Linked DNA regions of Mus musculus: region 2 is linked to region 1. The links are chromatin contacts, called in public promoter capture Hi-C maps. All regions are on one chromosome and are shown on one strand. Each heading gives the region's core, a stretch centred on a gene start, on an enhancer-like site or on the middle of the called end of the contact. The rest is flanking DNA. Distances are from core to core; before and after follow the strand shown.

Region 1 (7,892 bases), core at 2,456-4,955:
GTGACTCACAAACATCTGTAACTCCAGTTCTAGGGGGATGTGACACCCTCTTCATACACATACATTTTTAAATAAAAATTTTAAATTTGTTTGGTGGCTTTGGGTTTCTTGAGACAGAATCTATCCCTGTTTAGTTCATGTTGGCCTCAATACCTTTATCTTTTGAGACCTGAGCCTCCTGCATGCTAGGATTACAGATCACAACCCCCAGTCCTAGCTCTAGGATCTCTTAATCTTTCCACTGATTAGATTCTGGCTGGCCTTGAATTTGTGATCTTCCTGAGTCAGTGCCCAGGCATCTAGAATTACGAGTCAGCACCACTGAACCATACTAGCCTGGCTTTCTTTTAGGGAATGGGAGAACCAAGAGCGGTTCTGCAATTTTTATCCTGTTACCCACGTGCTTTTCAGAGTTGCTGTGTGTGTGAACTGAGGGCTTCCAGCAGGAGACGTGTGAACAGACAACATGACTGCTCCAGTGAATGGCTAAGTGGAAGGTTCTTGTTGTACGTATGTATAAGGGAGAGAAAGGACAGCCAGAGGCACCCGGATGAATCCAGAGCAGAGAGAAAAAGTAAACTGAGCATGGCCAGCAGAGTGGACTTGGCCATGAGAAGGGGGTGGGGTGGAGAAAGAGCCTAACAGGAAAGAAAGACAGGAGAGGAGTCAGAGTACAGAGCCTTTGCAAGGGAATGAGCGGCTGTGGGGAGGGAGCCCGTGAGCTGGTTAGGGTAGGGTATGAGAAGAATTGAGAAGAGACCTGCATGGACTCTAACAGGTCCTGTGACCCTAAGGGAGTCTGGAGGCCAGCTTACACTTTGGTATGCTCATAGACACTCGAGATAGCCACTTGTCCCAAGTTTCTTTCGGACCAGATTGTGTGTGAGAGTCAGCTTTCCCTTCCAATCACAAGGACTTGAAGTAACCAGTTTATAAGGAAATCAGGTTTGTCCTGGCATGGGATCTTAGAGATCTCGGGTTTGCATCTGGTGGCCCTGCTTGGAGGCCTGTGGTGACACAATATGGCAGAAACGGACACTGGGGGGGGGGGAATGTTCAACCCATAGCCAGGGAATTTGGTGGTATGAACAGGGGTGTGGTTGGGGTCCTGTGATTCCCTTCAGGGGCATGACCTGCAGATCTCTCACCTCTTATACAGTTTCCATGCCTCCCACCAGCCCTGCACAGGGTGACCCAGACAGAGCTGCCTGGGTGCTCTAAAGTATGTGCCAAGAATCAACCTCTTACTTCTTTTTCTTCTTTCTCCTTTCTTCCTTTCTTTCTTTCTTTCTTTCTTTCTTTCTTTCTTTCTTTCTTTCTTCCTTTCTTTCTTCCTTTCTTTCTCCCTTTCTTTCTTTCTCTCTCTCTCTCTCTCTTTCTCTCTCTCTTTTTCTTTCTCCCTTTCTTTCTTTCTTTCTTTCTTTCTTTTTTCTTTCTTTCTTTCTTTCTTTCTGTTAGATTGGCCTATAGGTAAGGCTGTGGGGGGTTGTGTTTTATAAAACAGAAAAGGAAGCCAGGGATGTGTTTGTAGAGTGAGGTACAGTGCAGGAGAAGGGATGCCTCTGCAGGACCATGCTGAGGGACCAGCCACACGACAGGTATAGGATAGAAGAGAGTTTATTTAAGGCATGGGGAGGGGAATTGAGGGAGTAGAAAGAGAGGAAGGCAGAGAGAGACAGAGAGAAAGGAGAGGAGTAGAGGGCGGCCATGAGCACGTGGGAAGGGGAAGGGAATGGGGAGAGAAGGGACAGATTAGGTAAGAGGGTAAAGGAGTAAGAGGGTGAGGAGGGGCCAGACAGCCTCTTTGATACTGAGTCAGGCATACCTGGTTGTTGCCAGGTAACTGTGGGGCAGAGCCTAGAAAAAATGCTAACGTGGAACATTTTGTTAATTAGTGATTGATGGATATGAGTGGACCCAGCCCACCAGCCATCTGGACAGATGTGTCCTTAGCTGTGTAAGGAAGCAGGCTGAGCAAGCCATAAAGAGCAAGCCAGAAACAGTGCCCTCTGGTCCAGTTCCTGCCTTCAGGTTCCTGTCCTGAGTTTCTGTCCTGACTTCCCTCAGGGATGGAGTGTGTCTGAGTTTCCAGCTGAAACCAATCCCTTCTTCCCTGTGCTGCTTTGATCACGATATTTTATCTTAGCAGTAGGAGACCTAACTAAGACAAGTAGGTTTATCACATTCACAGGATGATACATCCATCACCAGCAACTAGTGTTATGGTTTTGTCTTTTCTTTTCTTTTCTTTTCTTTTCTTCTTTCTTTCTTTTTTTTTTATTTTTAGTTATTTTCTTATTTTTTGAGACAATGTAATTTTTTTTATTTATTGTTATATGTAAGTACTGTAGCTGTCTTCAGACACACCAGAAGAGGGCATCAGATCCCATTACAGATGGTTGTGAGCCACCATGTGGTTGCTGGGATTTGAACTCAGGACCTTCCGAAGAGCAGTCGGTGCTCTTAACCTCTGAGCCATCTCACCAGCCCCTTTCTTTCTTTTTCAAGACAGGGTTTCTCTGTGTGACCCTGGCTGTCCTGGAACTTTCTCTGTAGACCAGGCTGGCATCATAGTCAAAGATCTGCCTGCCTCTGGCTCCTACTCAAGGAATGCTGGGAATAAAGGTGTAGCCACCATTGCCCAGCACATTAGAATGTTTCCATCTACACTTTGTTAAGAACAATACGTTTACTGCTTTGCTGAATGGCTGGAGGCAGCGCTCCTGTGGGAACAGTTTAGAGGGCGCTATGAAACAAGCCTGGACTATACACTGCAGAGGAGGACGGCAGGTGTGCAAACGGTGTGCTGGGGAGGGGAAGGAGCTGCAGTACCTGGAAATCCCAGGTTCCCAGAGAGGATTGAGGACACACTATCCAGGAGTTCCACGGAGGCAGGAATGAGTTGAATGTGTTCACTGGAGAGAAACCGGCTCTCCGTTAGAACGGAGAGGGTTTGGGCCATGATGAGCAGCGAAGGAGGCTGGAGATCAGAGGTGAGAGGTGAAAATAGGATCCCTACGCTTCACATGTGTGTAGGATGATAAACCTGGACCCCGCGGCAGGCACTGCTAGGCCCTCACAGTGGTGTGCCTGGTCATCTTGTCTGTGTGGCTGCTGAAGCCTGAGAAGGTTCTAGGCGAGTCTTAGGAGGGCCGCGGGGGTAAAGACAGGGCACTGGGCAGGCTGGCTAATGGAGAGCAGGTTAGCCCCAAGGGTGCCAGGAACTGTGGTTGTCCTACTCCTGCTTGCTGGCTAGGCAGCGCTCTCTCCCTCCTCCCTGTGCTGGCCTCTGCTTGGTGTCCATGCCTCCTGGGCTTCAGATCAGCCAGCCTCACAGGGTGCACTTAACGACAAACTTCAGGTTTGTGTGTTCATTCCACACTTCACTATTTTATTTGTGGTTCTGGGAATGAACTCCAGCGCCTTGCCCACGCGAGACACTCTACCCTCAAGCTTTATCCCCAGATGTTTGCTCACTGACTGGTTCGCTTATAAAATGGTTACAACGAACTGCTAGGAAGGTGAGAGGAAGGCTGTAGCACCAGGCCAGCTTGGGCTCTTGTGTGTAGAGTCCACAGACTGCAGAGTTTAAACTGCCAATACCCTGTTCAGAACAGCAGACTTTGCCAGAATAGGTGAAACACCTTAGCTAGATGCTCAGCTAGCCTTGGCCAACCAGCCAACTCGGGGGTGGGGCCAAGGCCTGGGCGGGGCTAGTGGGGGCGGGGCTAACAGGCAGCTGGTGTCACCAGCTCAGCAGCAGGCAAAGAGGCTCAAGAGGAGTTTGAGAGTGGAGGAACTGCACACCAGCCGCCGCGGGAGTAGGAACCCGAGAGCGACCCTGACAGTAAGCTCCGGGGACAGCAGCGGCACTCCAGCGTGAGAGTTGCGAGGGCTTCGCGTATCTCCCGCAGCTAAATGCGCTTCCCCTTATCCTAAGACCGATCCAGGCGTGCAATAGGCCATGCTTCTTAGTCCTGCATCTGATGCTCCATCCTCTTCCAGGGGCGTCAACCCCTTGCTTGCGCTTCGGAAGCAAGGGGTGGGTGCTGCGCCTGACAGCGATGCTGGCTCCTCAGCCCCCTGGTTTCCCCGCCCGCCCGCCCCCCCATGCATGTTTGTCCCTTGGGTTCCAGGCTTGCTACTTGCCCAGGCACCTGAGCCAATCCAGGTAGCTGAGGGCGCCGTCCAAGTGACTCTTAATTTTAACTTCTCCAGTCTGCACCTCCCGTCATTTAAACTTCCGGCGGCCAGAAGTCTGGATAGCCTTTCTGGCATCTGGTTGGCGGGATCAGGAGGGAGGTGGAGGGATCCGGTATGTATGCATGCGCGTTGACAGTAGGGCTGTGCCTTTGCTGGCATTCTGTGCTGCTGGCAGGATTGTAGAGATGGACATCTGCGACATTTGCTTCTCTGCCTCCGATTTCGGCCTGATCTTTTTTTTAAAGTCGCAGAGCCCCAGAGGCTCACATTGTTTTTACTGTGACAGTGACTTCCTCCCTCAAGTGGAGGCTTTCACTGGCTGTGCGTGGTCTGACTTCACACAAGACTTGAAGCTGAGGGGGCTGGGGGGAAGGGTGGAACAAAAACGTGGGCGTGTTCAGCAAAGACTTTCCATTCCCTAATACCCACACCAGGCGGGCCACGTGAGGGCTTCCTGTGTCCCTAAAGAAGTATGTTCAGTGCAACCGTGCTCAACGACACGGACTGACTGTTCAGACACTGCCCCCCACCCACCCACCCTGGGGATAGCAGGGAATGTGTTCTCATGGGCTCTGGGAGCTTTTGAATGCAGACAACAAACAAAATTCAAGGTCCTGGGTCAGATCCCCAACACCACATAATAAATAAACATATCTTTGTAAAATATAAATTATATTTGTGAGCTGTAGGAAATAGGAGGTCATAAAGAGGGAGCAGGACTGTTGACTAGAGAGGAAGAGGCCACACTTTCACACTCCAGAGGGTCAGGAGGGTCAGGAGTGCGCCTCACTACTCAGTATCCAGCTGCACAAGGCTGAGGAGAACATGCAAAGGCCCTGAGGCAGAGGTGCGCCTGCTGTGGGTGGCTTTTATGTCCTCAGTTGCCCTCTGGAAGAGAGACCAGAGTCAGTGAGGAGGCTCCAAGCTTTCAGCTGCCCCTCCGACCAAGAAAACAAGATTTCCCTAGACCCTCGGGTGCTCCTGGAGTCAGCTGGGTGACCTTCAGCACCATCCCTAATCCCCATGTTATCTGGTGTGACTGCACCAGCCTTTGGCTGTGCCTTACACACCTGCTGCCCAGATGAACTGAGAGGGAAATGCATGGGGAACAGAGGGAGGGATTTTTAGTGAAAGGGTGAGAGCCTCCACCAGACCCCTGGGGTCCAGTTTCTGCCCAGAGCCCAACTAGAGCACAGTGGTACCCACAAAAAGCCCTGTAAGGATGAGTAGTGTCTCTCCTCCATGCCCAGCAGCTCCAGCATGCCCAGGCATAGCCCTACTGATCTGGTGCCTCCACCCTTTTTGTTTTTTGTTTCCCCTGGGATCCTGGCCCTGGATCAAGTATTTGAAGGGCAGAGGCCCAAGTTCCACTTCCTGGTTCTTGTTTTAAGACCTCAGAGTATGGGAACACAGCCTGGCTGGAGGGATGAGGGACAACAGAGAATAAGATTGGAGGCAGGAGAGCCACTAGTCAGTGCCACTGGCCTTTTGGGGTTACCTGCAGGGGGTCTTCAGGCCAAGCTAGTATCATGGTGGAGTCACCAGGGAGCTGTGTTGATAAGACTGGGAAAGGATGTCCAAGAGGGAGCCCAGCCTCAGCCAGGAACCTTCTCCTGCATGGTGGTGCCCAGGGAATGGGGGGGGGGGGGAGGCGTCTGGCTCTCCATCCTCAGACATAATCAATTTCACAAACTGGTTCAAAGGAGCAAAGTGCCCTGCTACCAGGGCTTATTGATTTACTGAGGAAAACCACAGTTCATGCTTTCTCCCCAGAGAGCAACTGTTTTCCCTCTCAGAGTGTCTAGCGTGCTCCTTCCACCATTACAGGCCTGGGGTGACATCTGACTCCTGGCCCAGTGCCTGCCTTCCCTTGACTGCTACTTGGCCATCCTCACTTTCCTGTGGAGCCAAGCCACGGTGCAGAGCCACACCTATGCGCTCTTCCAAGGCTGAGGGGTTCACTTTAGGGGGACAGTGTTGTTTCAGCTGTGTTACTAAAATGTCTTTACAGAAAACTCCTCTTGACCAACTGACAAACAAGCCTTATTTGTGCTTAAGAAGGTGGAGTCTTTGCTGCCTCTAGCAGTGCAGAGGCTGAGGCGCAGTGATGCAGTGTGGGTGTCTCTTTGGCTCTTCTGCTCAGATTCTCTTCACTGAACTTCCTCTCTGAACTCTAAGTGCTCTTTAAACACAGGGCAATGCCCTTTAGTTCTTAGGGTTGTGATTTTACATGTGGTGATAAATTCAAGAGCCAGGCCTTCCTCAGCTGCAAGGACAGAGCTCTGCACTATGGCTGTGTGGCCCGTGGCTTTCCCTGTTAACATCCAGTCAGGTGCAGCTAGGATCTTAACCTCGGGTGCAGAAAGGGATTTCAGGGTTAGTCAGTATGAAGTAGAATTGGAGATTATTAAGAAAAGATTTTAGTATAGACGTTAAAAGAGCAACATGAACACGTATCTATTCGTCTCAGATAGGCAGCAATGACAAGTGATTCCACAGAAGAACAACTTGATGAACCCTTGAATGGACTGTGCTTACAGGAACATAAGTGAGGGAGTCTTTACAGCATTGTGGGTGACTTGGGGCAGTTTCATCACTGATAAGTCCCAATTTATCACCAAGAGCTCTACCCTCCCTTCAGGTAACTGTAGTTACCCTACCTCCTGCATACTCTACCAGCCCCACCCTAGCCCAGCCTGGGCCCACTTATACTGATAGCAAACTAGTGGTGGGCAGCTGAGGTGGTTTGAAAGAAAATGAACTCCCCATAGGTTCATAGGGAGTGGTCCTATTAGGAGGTGTGGACTTGTTGGAGAAGCGGCCTTGTTGGAGACAGTGTGTCACTGGGGCGGGCCTTGAGGTGTCAGATGCTCAGGCTGTACTTGTGGTTCTGTCTCTTCCTGCTGTCTACAGACCCAGATGTAGAACTCTCAGCTTCCTCTCCAGCACCATGTCTGCCTGCATGCCGCCATGCTTCCCACCATGATGACAATGGACTAAACTTCTCTACTATAAGTCAGCCCCAATTAAATCTTTCCTTCTAAGACTTGCTGAGTTGTGGTCTCTCTTCACAGCAATAGAAATCCTCACTAAGGCAGTGGGAAAGGGTAAGTGACTGATGGCCCTCAGTTCTGCTCCATCTAGGGTGTGTTAGGATCTCCATTGCCCTAGGCCTAGTTATCACTCCCTTGCCTTAATGTTATCTCTGCTCCTTGATGGTGATAGGATGGAGAAAGTTGCCACAGTGCCACACTGGTGCCCACCTCAGGGTGAGTGCCATTCCGAGAGGGTCCCACTGAGGTAGGTGCTTTGGTGGCTTTTGAAGTCTCCCTGTTCAAAGGATTGAGAAGATTGAAAATGTTTTAGCATTCACGTTTTTATCTACACTTTATTTAGCAACTAGGATTATGCTGAGGTTTGTGGGGTTCATTGTACACGTGTTTGCTGATAAGAGAGAAGTATGGGGTTTTTTTTTTTTAAGCAGGTCAAAGGAACTCTTACTACACGTCGCAAGGAGTTGGAGGCATGTGCTTTGACTGCTAAGCACGGTTAAGTCTTATTTGTGGGCTTCTCTCAAAGGATTATGGTCCCTTGCCAGCCATTTGAAAGTTCCTTGAAGAGACTTAAACAGATCCTGGGGTTGAGGGCTCCTCTATCTCCCTGTCTTTCTGTAAGTACTACCACAATGT
Region 2 (7,892 bases), core at 3,589-6,088, 490 kb before region 1:
AGATTTTGTAACTTGTGATTCATGTAAAAGAGTTGTCTATGAGCCCGGGGCCTGGGGCTGAGAACAAAGCAGAACAGGCAGGGCTGTTGTTAAGACATTCCTAAGAACAGCTTGACTGTAAAGATGAAAAAGAAAACAAGGACAAGCAGGGCTATCTTGTCTGAGTCAACACCACCTGGCCGGAACCTCCCCTCTGTCTACTGCCCCTCGACGCCAAGTCATACATCAACTGGTTGCTATGTGTACAAAGATAAGCCCCCAGCCCACAGGAACAAAGTTCTGATGCCCTTTTGCTGACATGTAATCTTTCTGTTAATGTTTGAATAAGCCAATAGTGTGTCGCTATGCTGAATTCCACACCCCTAAGCCCCTTACCCCATAAAAACCCCTACCTTCCAAGTCTCGTGGCCGACATCCGTTATCTCCTGTGTGAGATGCATGTCGGTCAGGAGCTCCGTCATTAAACTGCCTCATGTGATTACAGCAATGGATTCTCGTGTTTCTTTGGGTGCTCTCTCCCTCCCGAGACTAGAGTGGGGGGTCTTACAATGGAATCTACCGCACTGGTCTAAATTTGGTGGAGCCACCCAAAGGTGGTCCTGAGACAATGAGCCAGATGGCTACATAACCCAGATGTCAAAAATTAAAATACAGAAGAGCAAACAAATAAAGTGCCACATGGTTTTCCAAGTCAACCCTTTTCTGACAGCTCCAGAAAAATATTCCTAGGTAGCTGGGTGGTTGGTGTCCCCAGGGACCCAGCGTTGGGGACTATGTCTGAGAATAAGACCTTTCTCCTGGCTTCACAAGACAAGAATTAATAATGATGCCCCAGCAGGCCACTCATTAGGATGCTGAGTTTTGCAATTTGTCCCTGTGGGAAGAGATTGTTTGTCATTGAGGAGGTGCTAGCCTCAGCTTCTGGAAAAGGGAATAAATTATTTCTTACTCGGCACTCTTGCTGGCTCCTTAGCGCCACTTGTAACTGCTTAAATGCACAGAGAGTGGTAGGACTCTAAAGTGAAAGACCTAGTTGCCACTTGCAGGCTGCCACTTGGCAGACCCTGCTTTGGAGCAATTGGCCAGGATCTGTGTGGCATGGAAGTCCTCTGCCTTGCTCAGTTCCCATAGGCAGAGCAAAAGGAAGCTCGCTGTTCTTGCTGTGTTCATAGTCTGCTCTGGCTTCCTCTGGCTGTGAAGAGCATCAGGAAGTGTGCTGCACTGATGGGTGTATCTGGGGAGTTCCTTGGAAGCTCAGAGGGCACAGGGTGGGTAATGTGAGCCCTCTCTGGAGTGAGAAGGGTCTGACACCTGAAAGCGGACTGTATCACTTTCTATGGGTTCACATTGAACAAGTAGCTGTCTCAAGTCTTTGTCTCCTCATCTAAAAAATGGGTATGACAAGTCCATCTCCCTCTCAAAGGGCATGGAGCAAATCCCTACTGAATGTACTACTGATCTGAAAATTCTATCCCTTGAGCTGGCGATCTCACCCCATAGCCATCCCATCCTAGTGCGTCCTTAGAGCCACTGACAGTAGTTAGATGATCAACTTTGAACTCTGGACCAAAGATGATGGGTGGAACAATGTCTGTCATAGCGGGAGTATAAGATCCATAGCATGATGGGAAATGTTCATGTGGGCAGAGCCCAACAGTAGAATCAACAATAGAGCTCCTGGTTGGACTACCAGGAAATGTCCATCTTCCAGAATGTTCCTGACAGTGGGCAAGGGTGTGCTTCCTTCCTGGATCTGGGAGTAACATGCCCGTGGGACCCAGGAAGGACTTACGGTCTCACTGGGCACAGCTTTTCCATGATACCTGGTAGGAGGTAGCATCGGGGTACAATGGCTGAATGAAGTCAGGGAAGAACATTTTATCCTCATGTGCCCCAAGTCAGAGAAGACAGAAAAGGGAAGCTTATCCCAAGATCCTTGTGGTCACCCCAGTCCTACCTAACACAGCAATATAATCAATCCTTTTTAAAACTATGTATTTACTCTGTGTGTGTGTGTATGTGTGACATATATACCATGGCACATGGGTGGAGGTCAGAGGACAACTTGTAGGAGTTGATCACCTCCTTCCCTCATGTGGATTCAGAGATGGAGCTCAAAGCCATCAGCCTTGTCAGGATTACCACTCTCTAACGATATACGTGCATATCCATCTTTCCTTGCCATGTAGCCATGGGGTCAGAAGTGTCCCAAAGTGACTTCCAGGCAATGCCCTTAGAGGATGGCAGGTAAGTGTCCCTGGCCACTTTCTCCCCATCTTTTGGAATAGGTGAGCATGGTGGCAGAGAACGGGGTGGGGTGGGGTGGGGTGGGGCAGAAGATACACAGGAGCCTGAGTCCTTGAAACTATGACCAGCCATGTTTGCTCTAGGTCATCCCTCAGAGGTGTGTGTGTATGTGTGTGTGTGTATATGTGTGACATGTGTGTATGCACATGTGTGTATATATATATGTGAGTATACAGGCATGTGTGTGTGACATGAATGTGTGTGCATGTGTGTGTGTGTGCACTTGTGTGTGTGTGTGTGTGTGTGTGTGTGTGTGTACAGGTATGGAGACCAGAGGTTGCTGTCAGGTGTTTTGCACTATTCTTGTGTATATTATTTAGAGACATGGCCTCTCACTGAACACAGAACTCAGTTTCAGGTAGATTGGTGCTCAACAAGCTCCCAGAAGCTGCCCGTCTCCACCAACAGCTATCCAGTGTAGCCCCAGCACTAAGGTTACAGATGTGTGCAGTTATACCAGGCTTTCATGTAGGTTCTGGGGGTCCAAACCCATTCCTCACGCTCACACAGGAAGCAAGCTCACTGAGCCATCTCCCTAGCTGGGGACTTCACCCTTTTTAAACCTATTTTATTATTTATATACGTTTATCATACACATTTGAACCAGACTCTTCTAACAGACACATCTTCTAAATAAAAAGACCTGAGATCATTAAAAAGAATTATTAGAGCAAACCAACCTCAACAGAAAGGGCTAACTGTAGGACCAGACATTTTCATCCCAGACAACCAGGAACGAAACTTTCAATGTTTGTGTGCCCATTAAGAACATTAGATAAACCCCCACCTCTCTATTTTATTTCAGAAAAAGGTTTGCTGTGTCTGGGTAGATTTACTTTGCAGTTTTCTTTTAATCCTTGTGATTGCCTCGGCATGAAGGACTTCCCATAGTTTTCTCTCTAAACTTAAGTTGAAGGCTTTTAAAGTCATCTGCCTCGATGCTCTGGGTGGCCCCATGGTTGTGTACCGTCCCTCGTGGCCTGGGAGACAGCCTACGCTCCTGCACCTTGCCCCGCCCATCCTGGATCATTATTGCGCTACCTTGTCTGCAGCTGTCTCCAGCTAATCACCAGTGTGTGAGTCTGGCGGCCAGAGAACTCGATTGTACTGTCATGCTGAGGCTCTTTTGGTTTATTTGGGCTTTTTTTCGCAGCTGGCATCTGCGAAAGCCCATCTCCAACAGATGAGTTAGCACAATTATACCAGTTATGGGCACTCGTCTGTGTCTCACATCCTGAATCTCCAGGAAATCAAGGCAGAGCCTATAGAAGCAGAGCTATTACCCAACATGGGCATTGTGTCTTCTTATATTTAGATTTCATGGGGACAGTGATTATAGAAGCCCCGTGGTTTCATATCTTCAAGGCATCCGGCACAGGCTGAGTTCCAGCTTGGGGCCATGGGGTGAGGGGAGCTGTGGTGTGAGGGGATATGACCGCTGTGTTTGTCAAACTCTGATGGCAAGAATCATTGCATTAACCCCAGATCCCTCTTTCCTCTCCAAAACACCCAAATCAGAATCTCAAGGGAGCAGTCTGGGAAACCATCACTGGAAGAATCCTTGGGCAGTTAGGGAATCACTCTCTGGGAGAGTATAACAGTCTTGCCAAGGGAGCCAAAGGGGTCGGGGGTCAGGGGTCAGGGGTCAGGGGGCCCGACAGATCCAACTACCTATAGTCCTGGACGAAGATGTTACTTCTTAGAGCTTCCACATCCTTTCATGAACTCTAAGAGATCTTATCTGTATTCAAGGATTGAGACACTGAACAGCATACAGAAGACTCTGCAGTCGCCCTTAACTTTGGCCCCACTAGGAACTGGGTCTGCAGAAAGAGCCCCCGACACCCTGATGTAGACTATACACACCAAGAGAAGGCAGAAGACATGGACATTCCATGCACAGTCGATTGCCAGAGGCTGGGTAGGCCTTTTAGCCACCTTAGCATCTGAAGGACCCCCACTTAGGCTCAGAGCTTTCTGAGGATTGGACAGAGGGTTTCTTTGTGAGTGGGGAGAAGGCAATTAGCGGGTAGTCCTTAAAACTGCAGTCATATATCCACAGAAACCAATTCTCTGGACTCTTACCCCTGGTTCAGAAATCTTGAGTGATGATTGTCCTAAATCACCTTAGATGTTCTATATGGACTTTACTGGTGCTGGGTCATCGGTGCTCATACAGGCCTGGCCTAAAACCCCTCTCAGCTTCAGCCACCTCATGCACTGCGTGGTGAGGCCCGGACTTGGAATCCAGGCTGAGTATGTTGACAAACTCTAAAAGTCAAGCAGGTCTGTTTTCTCTACCCTCCTCGTTATGAAGGGAGGACATATGCTGTTCTGACACCTGTCTGGACTTCCTGGCACTGGTTTGGACAACAAACAGTGTGACTGTTTAACAAAAAGGAAAGAGAGTCAGAAAAGCCCTGGACAGCCTCTGACCTGCTCTGACTTCCTGGCAGGCTGAGTGTCGCTTGGTCGCCTTGACCACCAGAGGGAGAAACCTTGGGAACATTTGCTCAGGACTCTGTGCCCTGAAACAACAAACCACCATCCCATGCTCTCTTGCAGTCACTCTCCTTGACCTGGGGATTCAAGGAGTATGCTTGCCCAGAGCCCTGGAGATGCACCCCCGCCAACACCACACCTTACTATTCTAAATACATATCTCAAGCCAAAGTTGCTAACGAGCTTGGAGAAACGGGTAAAAAGGAAGACAGTGGTGGCGATGAAGGAGCTGAGCCAGCAAATCCAAGAAACCAAATGCCGGCGGGAAAGGCTGCTGAAGGACAGCAGGCAGCTACTAGAGGAAAAATACCGTGTGCAGGCTGAAAACCAGCTTTTCATGGAATACCTGCGTAAAAATAAGGAACAGTGTGAGAAGAAACAGGAGGAGCTGTGGAAGCAGTACGTCCAAGAATGTGGCGAGATAGAACGCGAGAGACAAGAATTGGCATCCAGATACAACCAGAGAAACGCAGCTCTTCAAGCCCAGCTCCTGCAGGGCAGAAAGACCCAGAAGGATTTGAAGCAGCAGTTGCAGGCACTGAAGCCAGTTTACAAGATAAAGGAGGGCCAGGACGTGAAAATACAGACCTTGGAGAAGGAGCAAGAGAAAGTCCGAAGTGAGACTGCGACCAAGGACCGGGAGGCGCACTTCCAGTTCCTGCGGGAAAAGGCACTGATGGAGAAGGAGCTGCAAGAGTGGCATCTGATGGAGCTGGGGCAGATCAACACCACGGGGCTTACGAGGAAGTACAAGGCCTTGGCGCTAGCAGCCAAGCAGGCTCATTCTGAGTTCTGTGGCAGTCTCCACAGGGAGAACCAGCAGCTACGCAAGGAGCTTCAGCAACTGAGCCAGGAGTACGGCAGGTTGGATGCTGTGAGGAGCCAGCTGGAAAAGCACCGGCAGCTGGCGAAGGAGCAGCAGTGGTACCTAGAAGCCTTGACCAGAGGGCGGCAGCGGCTGCAGGCAGAACGCGAGCGCCATCATCGTGGTCATAACCCACGCCTCAAGGAACAGAGAGCTTCAAAGACCATGCTGAGCACCAAATCAAAAGCAAGTTCAAAGTAACAGCTACTGCAACTGAATTGAGGCGCAGGGAATAATCTACAAGCCAAAAAGTATCCTTCGTGGAAAATAGAAACACACTTTCAGGAAGGGCAGTTGTTGCAGCATGGGGTCGTGCTCCTTGTCTGGGACCCACATCCTCACTGTCTGTGTCCCTGGGGCTGTTGTAGATTCCGGAGATTTAGAACACTTGGAAAACTTTTTAACGGGTTATACCACCCATTTTTATAGTAGCATTTGAAATTCTCAGAGTACCTAGTTAAGACATGTATTTTACCACACTTTTTTTTTCTTAATGTGTACTCTGCAGTCCACAAAGTATAGTGTATAGCTTACATGTTCTATGTATTTTGGGCCATTTGAAGCAAATAAGAATCTTATTTTAAATTGTAGGGGTTTGTTGGTTTAGAAGGGTTTCAGGTTTGCATTTGTGATGAACTGTTTTTGTTGAACTGTGGGCTCTGGTCTGGAAGAATAGCCTTGTTTTTGGGTCATGCCCCTGCATGGGGAAAAACATAGCCAGCTTCATGTTTCTCAGAAATTTTTGGCAATGAAAACTTCAAGGTAACTGTTTAGCTTTATTTATGTGTAAAACAGTTAAAAAAAAACAACAGGATTAAAGGGTAACTTAGCTTGTCAATGTGCCTTATCATCTACTTTTAACATTGTTGGCGAATATATATACTTTGCCATTAAACAGGGTTGTTAAAAACAAAATTTAACTGTAATTAGTTCTTAATGCTCCCCAGATTTATTAATGTAATAAAAATACTATATCCCTCAATATTTTATGGTATTATTGCCACCCCTTTGAAATGACAGAACATGCATGTGATGATGTACACCTGGTAAATAATGTAAGCATCCTGACTTGGGGTCAGGCCACTATGTCACTGGCTAACAGGTGGGTAGTGTATACAGCATGGACGCACTGGGCAAGGATGATTTGTGACCCTTATGTGATGCCAGCATGGTACAAGGTCTCACAACACTACTCAGACACACAAAATATATGAATTGCATTCTTCCAGAATTTTCCATTTTGTTTTGGACTGAAACTGAACACAGACAACTGAAAGGTAGAAAGGGACGCCGTGTGTCAGGGGAATTGTCACAGTGCCAATCCAGTCCCCCCATCTCCACTGCCACCCCTGCCTACTGTTTGTAAAGGAGAGTCCACAGACCAAAGGCTGTTATCTTTAAAGCATTCTTACACTTCATTCTTTTCTCATGGAATAAGTATTATAAGCTCACCTTGAGCTTCGAGGCCAACTTCAGATCTTTTTCCTTCGTGCCTAGAGCCATTTTTATGTTGTCTAACCAATGGGCAGACTTGATGGACCGCTACAGGTTGCTTCTTGCCTCTAGAGCTGAGAGAGGCAATCTTTTCCCTATAGGCCTGGAGAATACAAATATGAGGCCTTGTGCTTCCTGTGGATTCCATGGGGTTGTCAGTTCAGCCCCACAGGGTAAAACAGCCACAAGACACATCAGGTCAGTCTGTTAAGATAAGATTTTATTTACAGGAGCAGTAGCAATTTGCCAATCCCTGCCTTCCTGAACCATCAAAACGTACCTGTGTTGACTGTGAATATGCAATCATGCAAGCCAGATGTTAGCGGAAAATCCTGGGCCTAAAAGTGAAGCCACACCTCCAGGCAAGCCTCTTGGGAGGTGAAGGTGCCATCTCTATTCCAGTTGGCATTAAGGAGCCTGCCGGTCTGCTTTTCCCCATCTGTGCTCTTCAGTAACCAGACAGATCCTAACACCCATTCTCTAACAGTGAGCACTCATGCAACACACATACACACACACACACACACACACACACACACACACACACACAATCATAGAAGAAACATGTGAGGCAGATACTTTTCAAGAAAAATAAATTCTTGGCTTATACTGAACAATCCAAGCTACCTCATATTAAACACCTGGTCTTCATTCTCAGAATTCTGTTGGCTTCTTTAAGTTCTAATCTCCTGCCATACTGCTTGGCTTCCTGTCTTCTAGTAAT

The links. Promoter capture Hi-C pulls out the DNA fragments that hold promoters and counts their contacts.
Region 2: a promoter capture Hi-C map of stem cell-derived epiblast-like cells shows a contact between it and region 1, with 2.7 times the contacts expected there. The contact joins the promoter of Ccdc121 here to the promoter of Ephx1 in region 1. A contact is called at or near these places in 2 of 39 promoter capture datasets (HPC-7-derived erythroid cells and stem cell-derived epiblast-like cells), 1 of 115 datasets of contacts at active chromatin or transcription factors (pancreatic cancer cells) and 1 of 9 other capture datasets (macrophages).

Annotation. Positions count from the first base shown.
Region 1 is chr1:181,013,382-181,021,273 of GRCm38.p6, reverse strand. It overlaps Ephx1 (epoxide hydrolase 1, microsomal), which reads left to right and starts at 3,705. Exons shown (of 9, transcript NM_010145.3): 1 at 3,705-3,847.
Region 2 is chr1:181,508,397-181,516,288 of GRCm38.p6, reverse strand. It overlaps Ccdc121 (coiled-coil domain containing 121), which reads left to right and starts at 4,838. Exons shown (of 1, transcript NM_207280.3): 1 at 4,838-6,656. The coding sequence starts at 4,904. The coding sequence ends at 5,875.